2 separate regions of the Hordeum vulgare genome follow, and region 1 is linked to region 2. The links are chromatin contacts, called in public Hi-C maps. All regions are on one chromosome and are shown on one strand. The core of a region is the stretch at or near the end of the contact, and the rest is flanking DNA. Distances in the headings are between cores, read along the strand shown.

Region 1 (6,756 bases), core at 231-2,730, 270 kb after region 2:
AAGATATGGTTGAGCATTACTCATCAACATAGTCTTGATGAAATGAGAAACAAAGTGCAAGACATATCCTTCCCACACACACTACTAGCAAATGGGTTAACAAGCTTACTAATAAACAAATTAAGAACCAATGCTTTGACAACCCATGGTGAAGATAGGCAATAATAACCTTGTCAAGAGGAGGGATACCAATCGAAATGGCAAAACCCTCGTCAAGACAAACATGAGGAAAAATAATCTTCACCACCAACGAGTGCATCAAGATGCAAGGATATAAGATCTGCACTCAAGACAAATACTTTCACGAAACCACCAGAAACTGAAAAAGAAAATTCAAAGGTGGACGTGAAAGAAAAGAGGATATCAATTAGAGATGTAACTTCTCTCATGTGTAAAAGATTATAGGTAGAAGAGAATCATGATGATATATATCCACAAAGAAGGATGTACACACAAAGTTGTTATAAGAAGGAACGAACAAGATATCCAGAAGGAAGTCATAAACATACCAATAAGATCTTTGCTTGAAAGCATAACACATGGTCTAATATTTTTTTGTTATACAAAAATGAACTTCCAACTCACGAAGATCAAAGACATCACAACTAGCAATACGACATCATCGTTGGGATGCTTTGAGAAAGGAAACAAGTACCACATGAACGATTCAAGAAATTTATGCCATGGTGCAACCTAGAAAAGGTTGAATACAAGAAATGCATGCATGAAGTAGATACTTGTTACCGAGATAGCATTGGATTGATGTAGTAGGTAAATGTTCATTGATCATCCTATCTTGCCTCTAATAAGCACATGGTGTCAACACCTTCCTTGTAGGCGATCCAAGCAGATCACGCTACTCTTATCTTTTGTGATGTTGCATGTTGAATACAACCAGATCACGCTACTAATTATGCGTGAATTGAAATATTCATCCAATTTCAGAACAATCAACACATCCAACATCTTCACATCTTGGCAATGTCCCGTCTGACTTTTTCTCCTCTTCAGGCAGAGATTTTTGGTCTCTTGCTTGGGACTAGGCTAGCGGAGATACTCAACATTCAGGATCCTCATTTTCTCACAAATTGTTGAGTGCTTGTTTCGGCAACAAAAGCGATAAACATTTTCTCTGCTCTAGGACACTGGGAAAGGGACCTTTAATAGCCCAGATACAAAACAATCATTCTTTTCAGAGGAGCATGGTTTCTCACATTAATAGAGGAATCAATCTCAAGGCTCGTCATCTTGCAAGACTAGCTTTGAAAAGGCAGAATAGACCTTTAATGTTTCGTTGTTTAAGTTCAGATAGAGGATTTTGTCCAATCAGAGAAATTCTCACTGTATCCAGCGTGTTACTTCTTTCTGTAAAATGCTCCTGGTTGAATAAATCTTTAAGTTCCAAAAAAAAAAAGTCCTGACTCCAGGTTGTTTCCCGAGAGGAAATGCAACGCACATGAGATGGTACATGCATGGCATGCCGCGTTTCGCGTCCAGATGGCGAGCTGCGCTGCGCAGATAGCCTATAGCCAGACACAATCGTCCCGTCGGGGTGGTCGACCAAGGAGAGCCATTCGTCTGCCCCAGGCGCGCACGATGGCCACTTCGACGCTTCCCTCGCACCCATAGTCGAATCCACCTCTCCAGAGGAGGCCGGGGAGTCAAAAATCTTGCTAGCATCTGCGCCGAGCCGATCGAGCACGCAAGCAAAAAAGCCACGTAAGTGCACAGGGTAAGGCGAGGACAGGCGCCATGCTCCGCCTGTTCCCGCTCTCCCTCTCCGCCCAGTACCGGAGCGGTGGCCCGCCGCCGCACCGCTGCTTCGTCGACGGCGGCTCGCCGTCCCAGAGAACCGGGCCAGGGCTCCACGCCAACAACGGATTTGGCGTTAGAGTCCGGAGGCGAGCGCTCCGCGGGGCAGACGTCCAGCCGGACACCCCGTCGTCGCGCCGGGACGGGGATAAGCCGCTGCACGCGGATGCGCAACAGGGGGAGGACGGCGGCGTGGAGCTGCTGGACTCGGTAAGGAAGCTGCTGCTGGAGGACGCCGAGCCGGGGGAGGAGGAGCAGGGCCAGTTCCCGAAGCGCTGGGCCATAGTCTTCCTCTGCTTCTCCGCCTTCCTCCTCTGCAACATGGACCGTGTACGTGCGCATCCCCCCTCATTCCTCACCATCGATATCCATAGCTACTGAACCTCCAGCAATGGTTGACATTAATTTGCAGGTAAACATGAGCATTGCCATCATGCCCATGTCCGTGGAGTACGGCTGGAACCCGCAAACCGTCGGCCTCATCCAGTCGTCCTTCTTTTGGGGCTACCTCCTAACTCAGGTCAGTGGTTCAGACTGGGGAGCAACCATTGAATAATATTGCACATGCACACAGTTTGTATCTACAGTATTATTCATGGAAGATCGGCCATTTACTCCCTCCCCTTGAGTGTATCTAACACCATTGTCATTGCAGATAGCAGGAGGGATATGGGCAGACAAAGTTGGGGGGAAGACTGTTCTTGGTTTCGGCGTGATTTGGTGGTCCGTCGCCACAGCTCTTACGCCTGTGGCTGCAAAGCTAGGCTTGCCATTTCTCCTTATTGTGCGTGCTTTTATGGGAATTGGCGAGGTAAGCCTTGATAATCATCCTTACAGTACAAAGCCACGTCACTGTAGCACTGTGACTTTGCTTCAGCGAGTCATAGAATCCGGTTCCTAATTTCATGGTCAAGTTGAACATTTGGTGCATTATGTATCATCCAGTTTGCCTTTGATAATTTGCACGGGTCTAGGCTACTCATAGTGGGGAGTATCATATACTAAGATCATGCATATGATACTAGTGCATAGTATCATAGTGTAATATCATATATAATCTTGTTTATTGTCATGCATGACACAAAGTTGTAGGATCCAAAGTATGTCTAGAGGAGAGGTGATTAGATTTCTTGACTAAATAAAAACTTAGTCTTTTTCTAATTTTAGTTGTGGGCCAGTTTTAGCAATTGTAACTAGTCAAGCACAACTTACACATGCATATTTAAGAGTATAGTAGCAGAAAGTAATGACATGCAAATGTAAGTAGAGGGTAGGGATAGGGAAATCAAACGCAAAGGTTGACACGATGATTTTTGGCGTGGTTCCGATAGGTGATGCTATCGTATGTCCACGTTAGTGGAGAATTCAACCCACGGAGGATAACGGTCGCGCGAGTCCACGAAGGGCTCAACCCATGGAGGGTCCATAGAGAAGCAACTTTGTCTATTCCATCATGGCTTATGTCCATGATGGATTTTTTTTAGAAAAGGAGGATGACCCCCGGTCTCTGCATCTGGGAGATGCATGCGACCATTTTATTGATTATTTCCGAGTACCTTACAAAGTAGTACAACAATATGTCTGAATCCGCCATCTTGGCAACATTTGCCGCTACTCCTATCCATATGATGAAGGGGTGCAAGCTGAGCCAAATACCCAGACCTCTCACCTAAGCCTAACATCTAAAGCCGGAGGCCCCGACCGAGCCACATACCGGGTCAGTGGCACAAACCGGTCTGACGCACTCACACGTGTCGCCGCCACCATCTTCCACTGGTTCATCTTCAGAGCAGATTGAGGTACCAGCCTTGGCAGGTGCCTCCGCCATCGACGCCACCATGACGCCAAATGACGACCTCCACCTACGCGAGTCCATCTCCAAGCAGCGGACGTAGATCCATGTTAGGATAGGGCCGCACCACCGCTGTCGCCCACCACCCACAAGCACCACCCAGCCCCAACGTTCCCAAAGCGGCGCCTTCAAGAAGGGAACGACACCGTGAGCGCCGTCGCCGCCCAACAAAGTTAGGGCTTTCGCTCGGGAGACCTAGGGCAAGGGGAAGTGAGGGGATCAGTCCATACCGACGCCTCCAAGGAGGGAAACGACGCCCTCAGGCGTCGCCGTTGACGCGGCCGGCCATGGCCGGCCAGGGATTTCGCCCGAACTAGATCCCCGTCACCAGCAGCGCCTCCTGTACAGAACCGGCGACCCAAGGAAGCGCGGCCCGACCAGGCTAGCCCGCACGCCGAACATGGGAGGAGGGGATGCGCCAGATCGCGTGCATTGACCACCGCAGAAGCCGCCGTCGGCCGCCAACGACCATTGGATCCCGCCGCCCGCGCGGCTCGGACGCCAGATCCACCGCCTGCACAGCTGCTAGCTTGCCGTGCCTCGTCCATGGAGCCGCCGCTCCAGATCTGGAGTTCCCCACGCAGCTGCCTCACGCGGCGGTGAGGAAGGGAGGGGGAGGGAGTTGGGCGGCTAGGGTTGGAGGGGGAGGGAGTGGGAGGGAGTGGGGAAGAGCGGGAGGCTGCTGGCGCTAGGTTTCGGACGCTTAGAGAAACTCTAGCAGAGTCGTCTTTGCCCAAGTGACGTGCCGTCCACGATGGAATAGCCTCACTCGGGGTAGATCTTTACGAAGTAGGCGATCTCTTTACCATTACAAACTTCTTGGTTCAACTCCACAACACGAAGTATGAGGCTTCCAAGCGACACCTAATCAATCTAGGAGGCATCACCCTTCAAAAGGTAATAAATGCGGTAGTACGATGAACTCTTTGCTCTTGTGTTTCAAAAGATAGTCTCCTCAACACTCAATCACTCTCGCAAATTTGGCATGGGTCGAAGAAATTGATTGGGTGGAAAGCAACTTGTGGAGGCTAGAAATCAAGTTTCAATGATTGGATTGAGTTTCAAATGATTGGATTGAAATATTTTGATCTCAACACATGAGTAGGTGGCTTTCTTTCACAAAAATGAATATGACAAGTGTGTGTGTTCTGAGTGCTTCCTCTACGAATGAGAGATGGTGGAGGGGTATATATAGGCATCGCCAAAAATCTAACCGTTAAAACATTATTGCACAACTCGATGACAGCGACATGAACCTCGATGGTACTGAGTTGCACGATGTTACGCAATCCCGGGTCCGCTAACACCAGCGTTTCCGATCCAGATGCGTCAATAGGCCCAACCGGAGAGCAAGGAGAGCAACACCGACTTATGACAGGCCTTGGGCCCTCTCCCCCCAAAAGACTAGCCTTTTAGGAGGGGACACTCTCACCCTTATAAGTCGTGTTACTTCTCCCACAACCGATGTGGGACTAAACCCAACAATCTCCCCCTCACACATCGGTCACCATGGGCCCGCCAATACCAGCATCTCCAGCCCACCAACCATGACCGACCATCCGTGAGTCCACCGAGATTTATTCCAGGCACCTGGGCTCTGATACCACTTGTTAGAATAAACCGAGGCTCTTCGCCGATCTACCGAGGACCAAGCAATCACACAAGCACGACACCGAAATTTGTTAACGAGGTTCACCGATATGGCTACATCCTCGGGGCATGACTACGGGCGCTCCTCCCGTGACACCGTCACAATACCGCACGTCGGCCGCCCGAGCACCGGCACACGCCCCCCCCCCCCCCCCCCGCGCGCGCGCGCCTGTGCTATTATGTTGGCTTAGGTTACATCGTGTGTCTACCCCCGCTATATATGAGAGGCCTAGGATACAAGTGTCCTGTTTGGACACGACTCCATATCCTATCTAAACACAATACAACTACAAGTCCAACTGTAACCTACCTTGTACACAATATTCGACACAAGTCCAATGTGGCAACTTTAGAATTCATGATGAGACCGATATATGAATCTCGGTGGTGTCGATATGGTGACCTAGGGCAATTTCCAAATCTCGGTGGTACCGATTCCAAACTCGAAAATTCCAATTCTTGAAATAGAGATACCAGAGAATTGGTCACTGACTTTTGGTGGCACCGAAGTGAAAGTTGGTGGTACCGAGATTCTAGGGTTTGGCAAAGGTTCTGACTATGGAAAATCGGTATGGTCGAAATGGAATTCTTGGTGGCACCGATTTTGAAGTATAGGCTTTCGACAAAGATATTGTGAGAGAATTGCTGTGTATTTTTGGTGGCTAACTCTAAGCACTTGAGCAACCAATTCATCATAGATACCTCACCCCTTTTAATAGTGTTGGCTTTCCTATGGACTCAAATATGCTTTCTGACAAATATAAAATGTAGAGTCTTGTAGCTTGAAGCTTACCAATTCTATTCCTTTCCTTGCATCAAGGGGTTCTACTCACAATCCTTTAGCCAATGCATCTTTGAACTTTTCTGAAATATACTTGGATAGAATCATTAGTTCAATGACACATATGTTGTCATTAATTACCAAAACCACCTTAGGGAGCAGTTGTGCTTTCAAAGGTGGCATAACATTTAACTTGATACGGTATCTACCTATGTTATTCTAACCTTCTCTCTCTTCTTTAATTCTCTGTCACGTCAGCGTGTTTGCTATTTCCGAGTGCATGATACCGACTAAGATACCGTCACTATGGCCAGCCTTAATCATTTGGTGTGTTGTTTGGACTGCCCGAAGTGATATCATTGCATGCATTTCTCTTTTTTTTTGAGTAAATGCATTTCTCTGATTTAGTTGTCGTCGTGTCTAAATTTGTTGTCAGGTTAGTGTGATAAAATAGGGGTACCAGAGCTTAGGTTCAAATGTTGCTTTAAACATAGAGAATGGGCCAGCTGGGGAAAGGGCCAAAATATTTAATAGGAGAAGAAAGTCAAATAAAGTTGTGGTTGTTGTTCTTCACATACCGGTGCATCATCGATATGATAACATTAGCATATAAATTCTTGCAACAGGGGGTTGCCATGCCTGCAATGAATAACATACTTTC
Region 2 (6,492 bases), core at 485-2,984:
ACCACGGTTCACAAGGCCAGTGGTGTTGATGATCCGCATGAATGATATTCATGTGTATTTTAGTTTGTAGGCCAAAAAACTTTGATTGGGACATTGCACTTTTGGTAGAGAGATTTCAAACTATGATGATGATAATGCACTTTTGTTATGATTTGAACTATGATGATGATGCACTTACTTCGAATTTGAAGTGATATTTGAACGCAAAACCGCGGCTATACAGGGCTGAACAGCAGCCGCGCGACCGCAGGCCGGTTTTGCATCTTTGTTTTGGACCATCTATTGGAGATGCTCTTTTTTTTTACATCTCCGTTTTGGACCATCTGTTGGAGTTAAGCCTTTTTCGAAGATGTAAAAAAGCACTTTTTGGTGCTCCAAATTTGGACCATCACCTGTTTGGACCGCCAAAATTTGGAGCATCTATTGAAGATGCTCTAATAAAGATTCCGGACGTCAAACCATTATTTGTTCACTTTGCAGCATTCGGTAACTAATCAACTGCACACAAGATACATCTCATTTAAGACGACTGGTGTCAGCAATATGTGAGAGCCAGATTGCAGCAACACTACACACATACAAAATATTTATTGTGGTTTTTCCCCTCTCAAGCACGTCGCGCAGTATTCCAGTACTCCTCGAAGCAATAGGCAGTCTTACTGGCTACACCCATAACTAGTACTAGCAGTCTTACCGGCTACACCCGTAACTAGGACTAGTAGTAAACCATGACTGCTCCCGTCAAAAAAAATTGTCAAAGCGAGTTGCTCTGCTGCGCTCAGACCAATGATCCTAGACGTACAGAGCTTTAGGCTAGTTGTAATGGTAGTATCATATACTAGTATCATGCATATGATACTAGTGTATGATACCATAGCCGTAATGCATAGTATCATAAGGTAGTCCATTTATTGCCATGCAAGACACATTGTAACACATCGTTTAATATGATACGGTATCATAATATGATACTCAACTCTCTCTTTCTTCATTTAATTCTATGCCACTTCATCGAAATTGCTTAGTTAGCATACATGATACTACCTATGATACTTCCATTACGGACAGCCTTATAGGATTGTTACGGACGAGACAGTTTGTGGTTTGTTAATAATCTCTCCGCCCCCTGATTCCAAATCAACTTCCCCGTAATCTCATGTAAAATAAGCCCGTATATGTAGATATTACTGGGAAGTTGATTTGAAGGTATACTATTAGTTGGAAGATGGCCCCCCACCCGAAAATCAGGGGGCGGAGAGATTATTAACGAATCACAAACTGTCTCGGAGATCCGCTAAAGCTCTGCACGTCTAGGATTATTTTGCACCTAAAAACGAGACAAAGAATAGCAAAATCCCTTTCTCAAACCACCACACCTAAATCTAGAACGCAACATACATGACACGTTGTGAACCCATACCAGATCTAACCGTGTGAGGAGAACGCAAATTAGAACAGAGCGGAGAAGGGAGAGGCCGCGGCGCACCTGCTGCTGGGATTCGCTGTTGAAATCAAACATCCTCCTCCGCCTCCAGCTCAGGTAGCTGCGGCCGCGCCCGAACGAGAGCACGATTCGTGCTGTCTCCCGGGTGCCAGCGATATATCCAGACAGCTACTAACAAAAGAAGGAGCGAGGAAGAAATCCTCAATCCCCACCCCCAACCGAGACGAGAGGAGCCGAGTCCAGGGAGCTGCAGACGCGTGGTGGCCGGGAAATGGCCTGGCGGGGGTGTGGGGTGGGGCTACCGCCACGTATGCAGGGAGCGCATCCAGGTAGTGGCGGAGAGAGCTCGATCAAATGCCGCTCTCCGATTGGCTAAACCGCTGGTTTAGAGTAACTCATCGAACTGTACACTGATTTTGCCCTTTTTTAATCCATTTACATGTTTAGATCGATGCTTGCGCTATCATGACTCATTTTTAAAGTGACATTATTGTGTTTGGGTCGGTGTGTGCTCAACGCTGTCGTGACTCATTTATTATGTGGTGCGAAAAAATACATCATAAATATTTTGAAAATAAAAATTTAATTAGACATTAATATCAACCACAAAAGCCGACGAGAATCCACGAGTCAATCTTTGCATTAAGTAAATTAGTTGATCGTCCGTGCGTTGCCACGGGACGTCATACCCTATGAACAAGATAAACGCTCATGCGTAGGTGTGTGTTTCTCTTATATGGTATGTTATCATTTACGATGACATGATATATTACCACGTTTACGTTGTGTCTCTTGCTTTTTGTATGGATTAATAACATTCATGAATGGTGAGTTGTTTTCTGAAAATTCGTAATTTGTATTAACCAAACAATTAAAACCAATGCTTCATGTATTTTTCAAACCTGAATTTATTGTGATAACTCATCAAAGGGAGTAAGGCAAAAGGACATTCGGTTGGGAAGATGATAAAAAGAGAAGTATATATATATATATATATATATATACGAAAACTACATGCCATCATATTTATATACGAAATTTATTGTGATAACTCATCATAGCTCCAGATTTACCCATAAACATCTCAATATATGTATATACGAAAACTACATGTCATCATATAAGGTACTATACAAAAAATTGAAGTCCTAATGACCTTCACTCTCAAGTAGTATGAGCTAGCAACTCTCTTTCCCTCTATCTAGTCCTAAATATGAACAACGGAGTAACAAAAAGCATGTGATTACTCACTCTCCTCATCTTTACATATCCTTTTTGTATAACTGTAGTAGAAATTGAGCCAATACCAGCAATCATGTCATATATAACATCTCCCTTGAAAACGGAAACAAAATCTGATAGGTTCATGCTCAATCTCGAATTCCAGACCCAAACCATAGTCAAATTTGTATGCAAAACAAGACTGATTGACTAGTCTTAGATCACCTCGACTATTTCCACTTTTGTTTGAAATCCTTGGATATTTTTTCTTTATAGCGTCACCATGTCGACGTCAAAAGACAAGGATTTCTCCCGACCCCCAAGCCACCACCCCCCGGACAATCAGAGACGCACCACTAAGCATGCCATCCACCAACAAACGCCACCTCAGTCTTGCAATCATCATCGTCGTCTCACCGTGGTCAACGTAGCAAGGCCGGTCAGTCTGAGGCGAACCACCCGAAGACACGATCTGACAGGGGGACAACCACACGGGAGGGGACTACCTCCACCGTCCAAGACGGTCGCCGTCCGGACACGATGACGAGAGCACACCAAACCATTGGAACCGAGGGGCAGCAGCAGCGCAGCCACCCGAAGGGCGTCCTCCACTGCCATCAGCGGGTGCCGACCGGACACAGTAGCCAGGACACACCAGGCCAAGAAGGTCCGGCCGAGCGCCGACCAAGTCCCGGGGCTCGTAAAGTCCCCGCTAACGTGCTGCTGCACGTAGGCCGCCACCGCCGCTACCCTCATGCAGCCCAAAAGCTCAGCCGGGCATGGACAAGCTCGTGAAGCTCCCATCATCACGCTGCAGGGATGCGATGTCAACGCTGTCATCCCCACCACGAGCCGCGCCCCAAACCAACCAGAGGCGACGAGGCAGGCCCGACCAGACCCAGATCGGGCCCGGGGGGTCCAGATCTGGGCCTGAAAGGCCGGATCGCTGCCACCGCTACCCAGCCACCAACGGCAGCACCACGGCCACCGAGACCATCCACGCCGCACCAGGGGGAGCCCCGCCGCCGCGTCGGGCCGCTATCGCCGAGACGCACCACCAGGCCCCGGGCTGCCCCGCGCCACCCGAGCCAGGAGGGGAAAGGCCGGAGTCCCGCCGCCACTGGGGCCACCCGACCAAGGGCCGGCGCGGCGCACCGGCAACAACAGGAGGAGGGAGGGAAGGGAGGGGCGAGCGGGCAGGAGGATGGGGGCGCGGCCCGACCGTCGCGGGGGCGGCGCGGGTCGCGGGAGGGGAGGAGGGGGAGAGGGGGCGCGGATTCGGGGCCCCTCGGGCGGCGGAGTGGGAGGGGAGGAGGGGGAGGGGGCGGGGCCGGCCGGCGGAGGGAGGGAGGAGGGGGAACCCTAGGGAACCCGCCTCGCCCTTGGTCCGTTTTCGTTATTAGGTCCTACACCTTGTACTTACAAGAATATATAATCTATCCGAAGTAAATTATGTACATTGACCATAATGTTATCTGAATTATTTTGCGCATTAAGTACTTTGCTCCAAATTTAGTATCCTTGATTGTGTGGGAATTAGGATAACAACGAGTTACTCGAGAACAAAAAAAGGCACAAGGAGCCTTACATGACAGATAACCTTTGCTATGACATCATAGATGATATTTGCTTTGACCCAACCTATTCATAAAAAGAACTATCAGTAACAAGATAAAAAAATGAAACAATAACAACAACAAAAATGGCATAAGAAACAACTATTGCACAATATGTTAGAATGAGGTGTATTGCAGGAAGAAGATCGTAGTTCCCTGCAAAAAGGCTAGCCTAGATAATGAGTAAACTTAATTAGTCAATCAATGATTCATCGTGGAGAATAATCGCTTATTTGCCAACACCTTAAATAACCAACAGCAAAATAAGCTACATTAAAACGAGATACTATTATAGTTTACGGTAAAAGAGAAGAATAAGTATGTCAGAAACATTGTCACCATAAATTTCTAGGGAACGATCTCAAAGTTTTAGCCTCTGCCATTATAGGTTGACTCTACAGCCTTTTTTTACTTAATGGATGCATGATACGTCTCAAACGTATCTATAATTTTTGATGGTTTCATGCTGTTATCTTGTCATCTTTGGATGTTTTATGTACCTTTTATATCTTTTTTGGGACTAACTTATTAATTCAGTGCCAAGTGTCAGTTCCTGTTTTTTCTGTGTTTTTGGCTCTTTTCAGATCTGATTTTGGAACGGAGTCCAAACGGAATAAAATCCCCGAAATGTTTTTTTCCCGAACGAAAGAAGATCAGGGGGCTTGTGGGCCAAGCCAGGAGGGCTACAGGGAGCCCACAAGCCCCCACTCCGCCACGAGGGGGCGGCGGTGGGCAGGCTTGTGGCCTCCGTGGCTCCCCCCTGACCTAGATCTTGCGCCTATATATTCCCTAAAAATCAGAAAAAAATCAAGGGATCCACGAAAATACTTTTCCGCCGCCGCAAGCTTCCGTTTCCGCGAGATCTCATCTGGAGACCCTTCCCGGTGCTCTGCCGGAGGGGACTTTGGAGTTGGAGGGCTTCTTCATCATCATCATCGCCCCTCCAATGACTCGTGAGTAGTTCACTTCAGACCTACGGGTCCATAGTTAGTAGCCAGATGGCTTCTTCTCTCTCTTGGATCTTCAATACAAAGTTCTCCATGATCTTCATGGAGATCTATCCGATGTAATCTTCTTTGGCGGTGTGTTTGTCGAGATCCGATGAATTGTGGATTTGTGATCAGATTATCTATGATATATATTTGAGTCTTTGTTGATTTCTTTTATGCATGATTTGATATCCTTGTAAGTCTCTCCGAGTCTTGGGTTTTTTCTGGCCAACTAGATCTATGATTCTTGCAATGGGAGAAGTGCTTGGTTTTGGGTTCTTACTGTGTGGTGACCTTTCCCAGTGACAGTAGGGGCAGCAAGGCACACATCGTGTAGTTGCCATCAAGGGTAACAAGGTGGGCTCTGTCGTAGATATGAGATTGTCCATCTACATCATGTCACCTTTCTTAAGGCGTTACTCTGTTCTTTTGGACTTAATACACTAGATGCATGCTGGATAGCGGTCGACGTGTGGAGTAATAGTAGTAGATGCAGAAAGTATCGGTCTACTTGTTTGGACGTGATGCCTATAGATATAATCATTGCCATAGATGACGTCACGACTTTACGCGGTTCTATCAATTGCTCGACAGTAATTTGTTCACCCGCCGTCTACTTGCTTTCATGAGAGAAGCCACTAGTAAACACTACGGCCCCCCGGTCTATTCACATCTATCGTTTCCACTTCTTTTACTTTGCTTTGTTACTTTGTTGCTTTCAGTTCTCACTTGGCAAACAATCTATAAGGGATTGACAACCCCTTCATAGCGTTGGGAGCAAGCTTTTTGTGTTTGTGCAGGCACTTGTGATACTCCTTCACTGGATCGATACCTTGGTTCTCGAACTGAGGGAAATACTTACCACAGCTGTGCTACATCACCCTTTCCGCTTCGAGGGAACACCAACGCAAGGATCCAAGGCCACGGGGGAAATCCTTTGCATATTTGCCTAGGAAGTCCCTTAAGGCGTAGCCGTAGCAGAAGGATTCCTGGTGCCGTTGCTGAGGAGTATCAAGCAACACTCCTATTTCTGGCGCCCGTTGGAAGGTCTTTTGTTGCAGTAGCAATGCATCATTCCTTCTCCAGATATGTGTGCACTTGCCGCGCACAAATTCCTTCCATGATGCCGCATAAAATTTCTTATAGTAATAATGTATAGTGCAGCTTATGGTCAAAGTGCAGCTAAATTCTGGTGAAAATGAATCATCATAAAAACACGTAG

Evidence for each region. A called contact is a pair of places that touch in the nucleus more often than the background predicts.
Region 1: a Hi-C map of seedling shows a contact between it and region 2, with 6 times the contacts expected there. The contact joins the promoter of LOC123443601 here to the promoter of LOC123443599 in region 2. A contact is called at or near these places in 3 of 6 Hi-C or Micro-C datasets (leaf and seedling).

What each region holds. Positions count from the first base shown.
Region 1 is chr3H:241,651,371-241,658,126 of MorexV3_pseudomolecules_assembly, forward strand. LOC123443601 (probable anion transporter 1, chloroplastic) reads left to right here and starts at 1,481. Exons shown (of 10, transcript XM_045120059.1): 1 at 1,481-2,142; 2 at 2,225-2,332; 3 at 2,468-2,623; 4 at 6,722-6,756. The coding sequence starts at 1,753. LOC123443602 (a long non-coding RNA gene) reads right to left here. Exons shown (of 2, transcript XR_006630745.1): 2 at 6,562-6,734.
Region 2 is chr3H:241,383,096-241,389,587 of MorexV3_pseudomolecules_assembly, forward strand. LOC123443599 (protein LNK2-like) reads right to left here and starts at 1,735. Exons shown (of 8, transcript XM_045120057.1): 1 at 1,487-1,735. The coding sequence starts at 1,519.